Regions from separate parts of the Sus scrofa genome. Here region 1 is linked to region 2. Evidence: chromatin contacts called from public Hi-C data. All regions are on one chromosome and are shown on one strand. The core of a region is the stretch at or near the end of the contact, and the rest is flanking DNA. Distances in the headings are between cores, read along the strand shown.

The links. Hi-C and Micro-C count contacts between places; a contact is called where the count stands out from the background.
Region 1: a Hi-C map of liver shows a contact between it and region 2, with 2.8 times the contacts expected there. The contact joins the promoter of RHPN2 here to the promoter of FAAP24 in region 2. A contact is called at or near these places in 1 of 5 promoter capture datasets (fetal liver) and 11 of 47 Hi-C or Micro-C datasets (alveolar macrophages, blood, brain and 6 more).

What each region holds. Positions count from the first base shown.
Region 1 is chr6:42,889,303-42,893,098 of Sscrofa11.1, reverse strand. RHPN2 (rhophilin-2) reads left to right here and starts at 1,759. Exons shown (of 15, transcript XM_021094286.1): 1 at 1,759-1,959. The coding sequence starts at 1,891.
Region 2 is chr6:42,813,755-42,817,235 of Sscrofa11.1, reverse strand. FAAP24 (Fanconi anemia core complex-associated protein 24) reads right to left here and starts at 1,761. Exons shown (of 5, transcript XM_003355843.4): 1 at 1,667-1,761; 2 at 1,238-1,356; 3 at 984-1,123; 4 at 453-605. The coding sequence starts at 1,343. CEP89 (centrosomal protein of 89 kDa) reads left to right here and starts at 1,950. Exons shown (of 19, transcript XM_021094280.1): 1 at 1,950-2,106. The coding sequence starts at 2,068.

The DNA of each region.
Region 1 (3,796 bases), core at 510-3,009, 76 kb before region 2:
ATGTGGCCAGGAGATGCATGCTAGGAAGCACAGAGAAGTGCTTCTTTTCTTCTGAGGATGCCCGGGAACTCAGGGTAGGCTGGTGTGTCTTCAACACCCGGATTCGCTTCTTACTCTTTGTTTTTAAAATCTCATGAACCCCCCCTTCTTTTTTTTTTTTTTTTTAAGAAAAGGCAACGCTGGAGTTATGTCGTGGCTCAGTGGCTAACGAATCCAACTAGGAACCATGAGGTTGTGGGTTTGATCCCTGGCCTCGCTCAGTAGGCTAAGGATCCCATGCTGCTGTGGCTGTGGCTTAGGCCCTCGGCTACAGTTGCGATTAGATTGCTAGCCTGGGAACCTCCATATGCCGCGGGTGCGGCCCTAGAAAATACAAAAAAAAAAAAAAAAAAAAAAAAAAGAGAGAGAGAGAGAGAGAGAAAAGGTAACGCTTGGCTTACTTTGCAAGCACATTGTGTTGTGTTCTACCTGCCAAACGCAGCAGTAACTGCGCAAAGGTGTCCTCTGGTTGGGGGAGGGGGCAGAAACTGCCAGGCTGCGGCCAGGAGGGACGAGGCTCCGTGAGCTGGGAGGGGGCGGGAAGGGAAGGGGAGGGTCTTGGCTTAGGTACCCCAGTCCAGATTCTAGGTCTGCTAGGTTTCTACCTCCTGAGTCCACTGATCAGAGGCGGGTGGGCGAGAGGGAGAGGGCGAGAGAGGGAGAGGGAGGGAGGGAGAGAGAGGGAGCGAGAGCTCTGTCCTCAGGAGTCCCTCTTTGCCTCCTAAGCGATTCGCGTCTCTACCGTGCAGTTAGGCGCTTTATACACCGCTTTTGTTTATAATACCTTCGACCATCTGGAGAGAGGGTGATCCAGCCCATTTTGCAGTTGAGAAAACTGAGGTTAAGAAACCTGTTCAGGAGTTCCCATCGTGGTTCAGTGGGAACGAATCTGACTAGTAACCATGAGGACTCATGTTTGATCCCTGTCTTCACTCACTGGATTAAGGATCATTGCTCTGAGCTGTGGTGTAGGTTGCAGCCGCTGGCTCGGATCTGGCATTGCTGCAGTTGCGGCGTAGGCCGGTGGCTACAGCTCCCATTCCACCCCTAGCCTGGGAACCTCCATGTGACTCAGCTGGGACTCTTAAAAAAAAAAAAAAAAGTGTTCAAGGACATTCCTCGAAGTCTATTGGCCACTAAACCTTTTCTGCGGATCCCTCCTTGGGTGAACCTTTTCTCCTCGCTATTCGCAACCCCCAGCGGATCCTCCTAGTCTCTGCAGTGAGGGTGGGGGGACAGAGGCGTTGATCAATACGCCAACCCGCTTGCGCCACCCACCAAGGCCCTCGGTGGGGCAGCCAACTCTTCCTCAGCGTCCCAGACTCGCCTCGGGGTCCCTTCTGGCGTAAGTTGTTCCTGCCCACTCCACCCAAGGCCCAGCGCTCCGGCCGCACCCTCGACCTGCCTCGGGTCTAGTCACTGTCTCCACGGTGTGCGCGCTTCTCCGGTGAGAAGCCGGCGCTACGCCCACGCGCTGCATTTACTCCTACGGCTCCAGACGAAAGGTTGGGTTCCCACTCCCGCCCGCCCTTGCGCCGCGGGGCTGAGGCGGTAAAGACTACGCCTAGCTTAAGCCTCGAGGCTGAAAGAGGGCTAGCAACGCGCGGGGGGATCCTGCTCTAGCTGGTGACCGCCTCGCCTGGGGCGCCGGCTGCACGCAGCCAATCTGGCGCAGGGGCGGGTCCTGGGGCGTGGTCTCGGCGGGTCCCGCCCAGTCTCCGGGGCTCCAGGTCTGGCTTCAGGCAGTGCTGGAGGGGTGGCCGCGCGGGCGGGACGGGGGCGGGGCCAGGCTCCCTCTCAGGCCAGCGCGCCACAGAGCTTCAGTCCGTCCTGCGAGCCCGCGCCGCCAGCATGACTGACACGCTGCTGCCCGCGGCCCCCCAGCCGCTGGAGAAGGAGGGCGACGGCTACTTTCGGAAGGTGAGCGGCCTCGGGCAGGTTGGGAGTCTGCAGGCTCCAGACTTCTTTACCCCAGGCTGTGAAGCGGCTGAGGAGTGAGAGGCTGGGGTCGACGGGGTCGACCGGGCCGGGAGGGGGAGGGGGTGCAGGGCCTGGGGCGCGTCGGGCGGAGGCTGGGGGTGAAGGGTGCGGCTGCGGTGTACCTGGCTGCCGAGTGCATGTGACTTCCGGGACTGAGGGGGCGCTGGGCCGCCTAGCACCTGCGCCGGCGGAGTAGGCGGCCAGGACGGGTGCTCGGGGTCTCCCCCGCTGGCTGGCCGGCCGGCGCGCCTTGGGAAGGGACGGATTCCCAATGCACTAGCGCCCTCGGTTTGGCGGCGCGTGGGGACCCGAGCGCAGCCTCCACTTGAGCGCTCGGTCCGGGCGGGAGCAGGGAAATGGAAACAGCAACTCAGGCAGGTTGGTCTTCCCCTTTTCTCCAGAATGCTTCCAAGGTTCGCTTCTTCGATTTTTTTAGAGGATGGGAGGGGTCCTTGGGCGTTGTCAGCCTTTCTGCCCGGAGTAGCCCAGGAGGGCGTGCGCACCGCAGACGTGGGGGCCGCGATCTCGCCCCCTCTCTACGCTAAAGCGGATTTATCCGATTGTTGGGGAGACCTGCGGGGAGTGCGGGCTCCGTGGGAGCTTGGCGCACAACGTGGCCTCCCGCCCTGAAGGTAACAGTTCGCAGCTCAGTCCCTCAAAAGCAATCCCAACCCAACCTACTTGCCCACAGGTGGCAAGGCTTGGGCTGCAAGGTGCTTTTGAGCCGGCAGTCACGGGGACACCTTCCAGCTTCTTTCTTGTCCGTCCCCATGAGTCTAAAAATAGCTTTTGGCGCTTGGCCAGATTTGACTGGGTGGGTTGAGAAACTGTTTTTTATAACGTTTATGACCGAAGGCAGAGGGCGTAATTATAAACAGGGCAGTGAAACTGTTTCCCACAGAACCATCAATTCTTAATTGTTCCAAACCTAATGATCCAGTCAGTGAATGCTCTTGGCATCTTCCTCCTGCTCCCCTGACGCTGCCTTTGGGCCTTTGCTCTCTGGTGAAGAGGAGAAGGCCCCAGGGGATGGCAGGAAGGGAAATGGCAAACAGGTGAGGAGAGAGTTGGAAAAAATTCTTTTTGGTTAAATTTGCTTTTAGCATTAAAAAAAAATGTAGTTTTAGAATGTATTTAAGTTAAAAGATGTCATCACGGAATTACAGGATTATAACTTCTAATTATGTGTGGCATTTGGTACAGAGGATCACAGGCCATGGAATTGCAGAAGGAGGCCAGGCCTGGGAATCCCTAGGTCTCAGTTCTAGAGCCTCAGCCTGACTGCCACCCCCACCAAATTGCTGTGTAGCCTCCAGCAAGTTGCTGCCTCTCTTCTAGGATTGATTTCCTCCCCCAGCTGTTTGCCCTCTGAACAGGTGGAGGTCTGGACCTACAGCAGCATCTGGGGAAAAATGATAGAGGGAGAGGCAGGAGGGATAGTGAACCCCTGTGACGTTTATGTCTTCCAGAACAGGTTTTCCCAAGGGGTGTGTGTGTGCATAAGAAAGAGTGGATGGCAAGGGAGCGGGGAAAGCTTTCCGGGCTGACTGTTTCTCAGGTGCAGTTTCTCTGCTGGTAGAAAAGAGAATTATGGGTGCAAAGTAAGATGAATCACTGGTTTGCAATCAGAAGCATCTCTTTTGAAAATGAGACCTGGTCATGTTCACCGTTCTCGTTGCCCTCCTCGAAAGAATGCTCTTTGTACGCGGCTAATAAAAGGTGACGATGTGGAACCTTACCCGATGTGTGATCTGAGCCAGTTTGTCCTACAACAAAT
Region 2 (3,481 bases), core at 512-3,011:
TTCATCCAGCAGCTGTTCCTGCCCCCAACCCAGCATCTACCTGAGCTGCTGTAGCAGCTCCTCCCTATTTTTTTTCTTACCCATCCTCCTACTAGTAAGCTCTCACTAGTAAGCAAGAGACAGGTGGGGACGAGGCTAAGTAGCTGCCAGCTGAGAATGTCACCAGTCTAACTGCAGATTAGTGCAAGATGGATTGGCAGGCTAAAAATCAGGTCACCAACTTGTTCACTTTATTATACACTTGCCTAGAATGGGCAGCAAGCTCGGCTAGCTGCAGAGGCAGCTTCTGAACTTAAATTCCTGAGAAAAGTTTTAGAAACCAATCCAGAGACTGATATAGATTGATTTGATGGATTGCACCTATAGGAAGGGCAGCTGCCAGAGAAGGATCTAGGAAAGTCAATCGAGTCATAAAACAGGGCTACTGTGAAGGAACGGGAATCAGTACTTACTAACTGGGTAATGAGGCAGGCCGCTTCTATCTGGTTGGCCACTGGAAGCAACACCATCCCAAGATCCAGGACAGTAAATTTCTGTGCAGCTGGAAAGTACTGTTCACTCATCTGCGTTTTTTCAACTACTACGATTGCTTGAAGTTTAGTGGACTTCAAAGAAAGAAAGAAAAAAGACAGGCAACTCTATTGTAACAAAACTCTACTCAAGATTAAAACATGGAGTTCCCGCCGTGGTGCAGCAGAAACGAATCCAACTAGGAACCATGAGGTTTTGGGTTCAATCCCTAGCCTCGATCAGTGGGTTAAGGATCTGGAGTTGTGGTTCCGACTAGACCCCCAGCCTGGGAACCTCCATATGCCGTGGGTGCAACCCTGAAAAGACCAAAAGCCAAAAAAATCAAAATAAAAGATTAAGACACTATCCAAGAGTGCTTGGAATGGTCAATGGTTGTATATAAATTATTCCAAGGGATAGCAGGAGGAGGATAGAAGTCAATTTTCAGTTTGTTTCCTTAACTCCTTACTTACATTTCTAACTCGGACAAGTCTCTTTCTGTAGCCATTTCCTGCCACTAAATCAGCTTCGGTGATATAAAGAATGCAGGATCTGCTAGGTAAGTAAAAATCTACCGGTGTCAGGCCATCCTCAAAGATGAGTTTAATTTTCCCTGAAAATACAGACAAGAAAAAAAGTTCCATGAGCTGTGAATGAAAAGAGGGTGGAACGTTTTTAAAAAGTGGGGTGAGGCAAAAGAGCAATTGCATAGACGGAGCCCACCGACCTTGCATTCCCTGTGCCAGCTGCGACCCACGCCATTTCTCATTGGCCACAATGTGCCCAAATGGGACGTGCACGGGGCCGGTGCCATCCGGGGCGTTCCCTTCCATCGCCGGCCTCGATCTAATGAAGGGAATGCAAAACAGCACTTGAGCAGGCTCTCCAGCTTATGACCCCACATTCCACTCCAAGCCCGGGCCTCTTTGGCAGGAGCCCGTCTGCAGAGTGTTCTTTAAAAGACTGGCGTATTGGCCAAAGTCCAAAAACGAGGAGATTCCCGTCCTGGTAGTCACATCCCTCATTTCCGTCACCTGTCTGGCCCTTAACACCTCCGCTCGGTCCTTGACTTGGCTCCTCAGTCCAGTCTAGGGCGGGGGCCGAGCCGCCAGGAGCCCCACCTTGACCCCAGCTCAGGGTCTCCTTTTGACAGTACCTGCAGTCTGCGCGCCACTTCCAGGTTCCCTCCTGCTCACTCCTAGACCTTCATCCTGCCCGCCCTCCGCCTCCCCTAGCGCTGGATAGGTTATGGCCTCAGAGATCGACATCTGGTCTGGCCAATAAGAGAATGGACAGCGCTCACAATTTCCGCCCTTGGAGAGGATTTGACTGGGACCCGCTGGTTGCCAAGAGCGACGGATGTGCAGTAACCTTCACTCTGATTAGTCGGGGAAAAAGCTAAGCCAATGGCCGACCTGGTTGTTTTGAAGTGTATTGCGTAGACAAGGCGTCTGGGGCGAGGCCAGCTGCAAGCAATAGGCTTTAGGGAGCCGTCCTCGGCCCTGCGGTTTGCTTGGCAGTCCAGTCCCGGTCTGGCCGCCCCTCCACACAGCAAGGATGCCCCTGGAGTTCCGGAGAGGCCGAAAGAGGCAGTTTGTAAGTAGATCCACGCCCGGCCTGTGCTTTGGCCCTTCCGCCCGGGAGTTAAGTGGGTGGGGGTTGGGGTTTGGGATGGAGGCAGGGTAGTGGCACAAGAGAAAGAGGTTTTCCTTTCGAGAAGCCCTGACTTTTCGAGTTCGAACACGACTCTTTTATCCCAGTGTCGGCCTCAGTCGGATAGAGGTGCTCTGTCTCCCCTGTAACATTCGCTCCGGTGTCCAGGAGTTCACTTCTGAAGGCACAAACCCGCTTCTCTGCGGAATCTCCCCAGTGGAAAGTCATTCTTGATTCCTTCCTCCGCCACCCACCACGTACACCCCATCAGCAAGTTCCATAGATTTACCCACCAGATTCATCCGGAAGCTGTCCCTGCCCCCAACCCAGCATCTATCTGAGCTGCTGTAGCAGCTCCTCGCTATTTTTCGATCTCCTTTCCTGACCTTCGTGGAGAGTCTGTTCTCCACAAAGCAGCCTAAGAGATTATTTTCTTATTAGTTTAGTGGCCACACGCGTGGCCTATGGAAGTTCCTGGGCCTGGGATTGAATCTGAGCCGCAGCTGCGCCCTACACCACAGCTGTGGCAACTCCGGATCACTGCGCTGGGCATAGGATCGAACATCCCCCACCGCAGCCACTCCAGCTGTTGCAGAGGGATTCTTAACCTACTGCACCAGGTTGGGAACCTGGGATTCTTTTAGGCAAACCGGACTGTGCCCAATGCACAGGCTTTCCAGCTATTCCCACCTTTCTGTTCCTTCAGGTCTTTGCTCTTCCTTCTGTCTGGAAAGCTTCCCTCCAGACCTTCCCATGGCCACTCTGTCACTGCAGGCTCCAAATCCCAGGCTCATTCTCTTACCCCTCCTCCTCCTAGTAAGTTACTCAATTCCTATAGGATCCTGACACCTGTAATTCTTTGACATCCTCCCCTCCCCCCAGTCTGTTGGTTCTACCACTGTCCTCATTACTCTTTTCCAGCCCTAATTTATTTTTTCTTTCTTTGGTTCTTTCTTTCCAGCCTTAATTTATTTCCCTTTCTTTCTTTCCTTCCTTCCTTCTTTCTTTTTTCACTTTTTAGGGCCACACCTGCAGCATATGGAAGTTCCCAGGCTAGGGGTCGAATCAGAGCTGCAGCTGCTGGCCCACACCACAGCTCACCCCAACGCTGGATCCTTAACCCACCGAGCAGGGCCAGGGATCAAACTCGAGTTGTCATGGATACTAGTCAGGTTTCTTACCTCTGAGCCACAAGGGGAACTCCCTCCAGCCCTGATTTCTAATTCCGAAGTCCATCATTATAACCACTACCCTCCTCCCACCCCCATGCCCTTGCTCCTGTCTCCCTTTTCCATACTTGCCTGGTCAAACCCAAAAT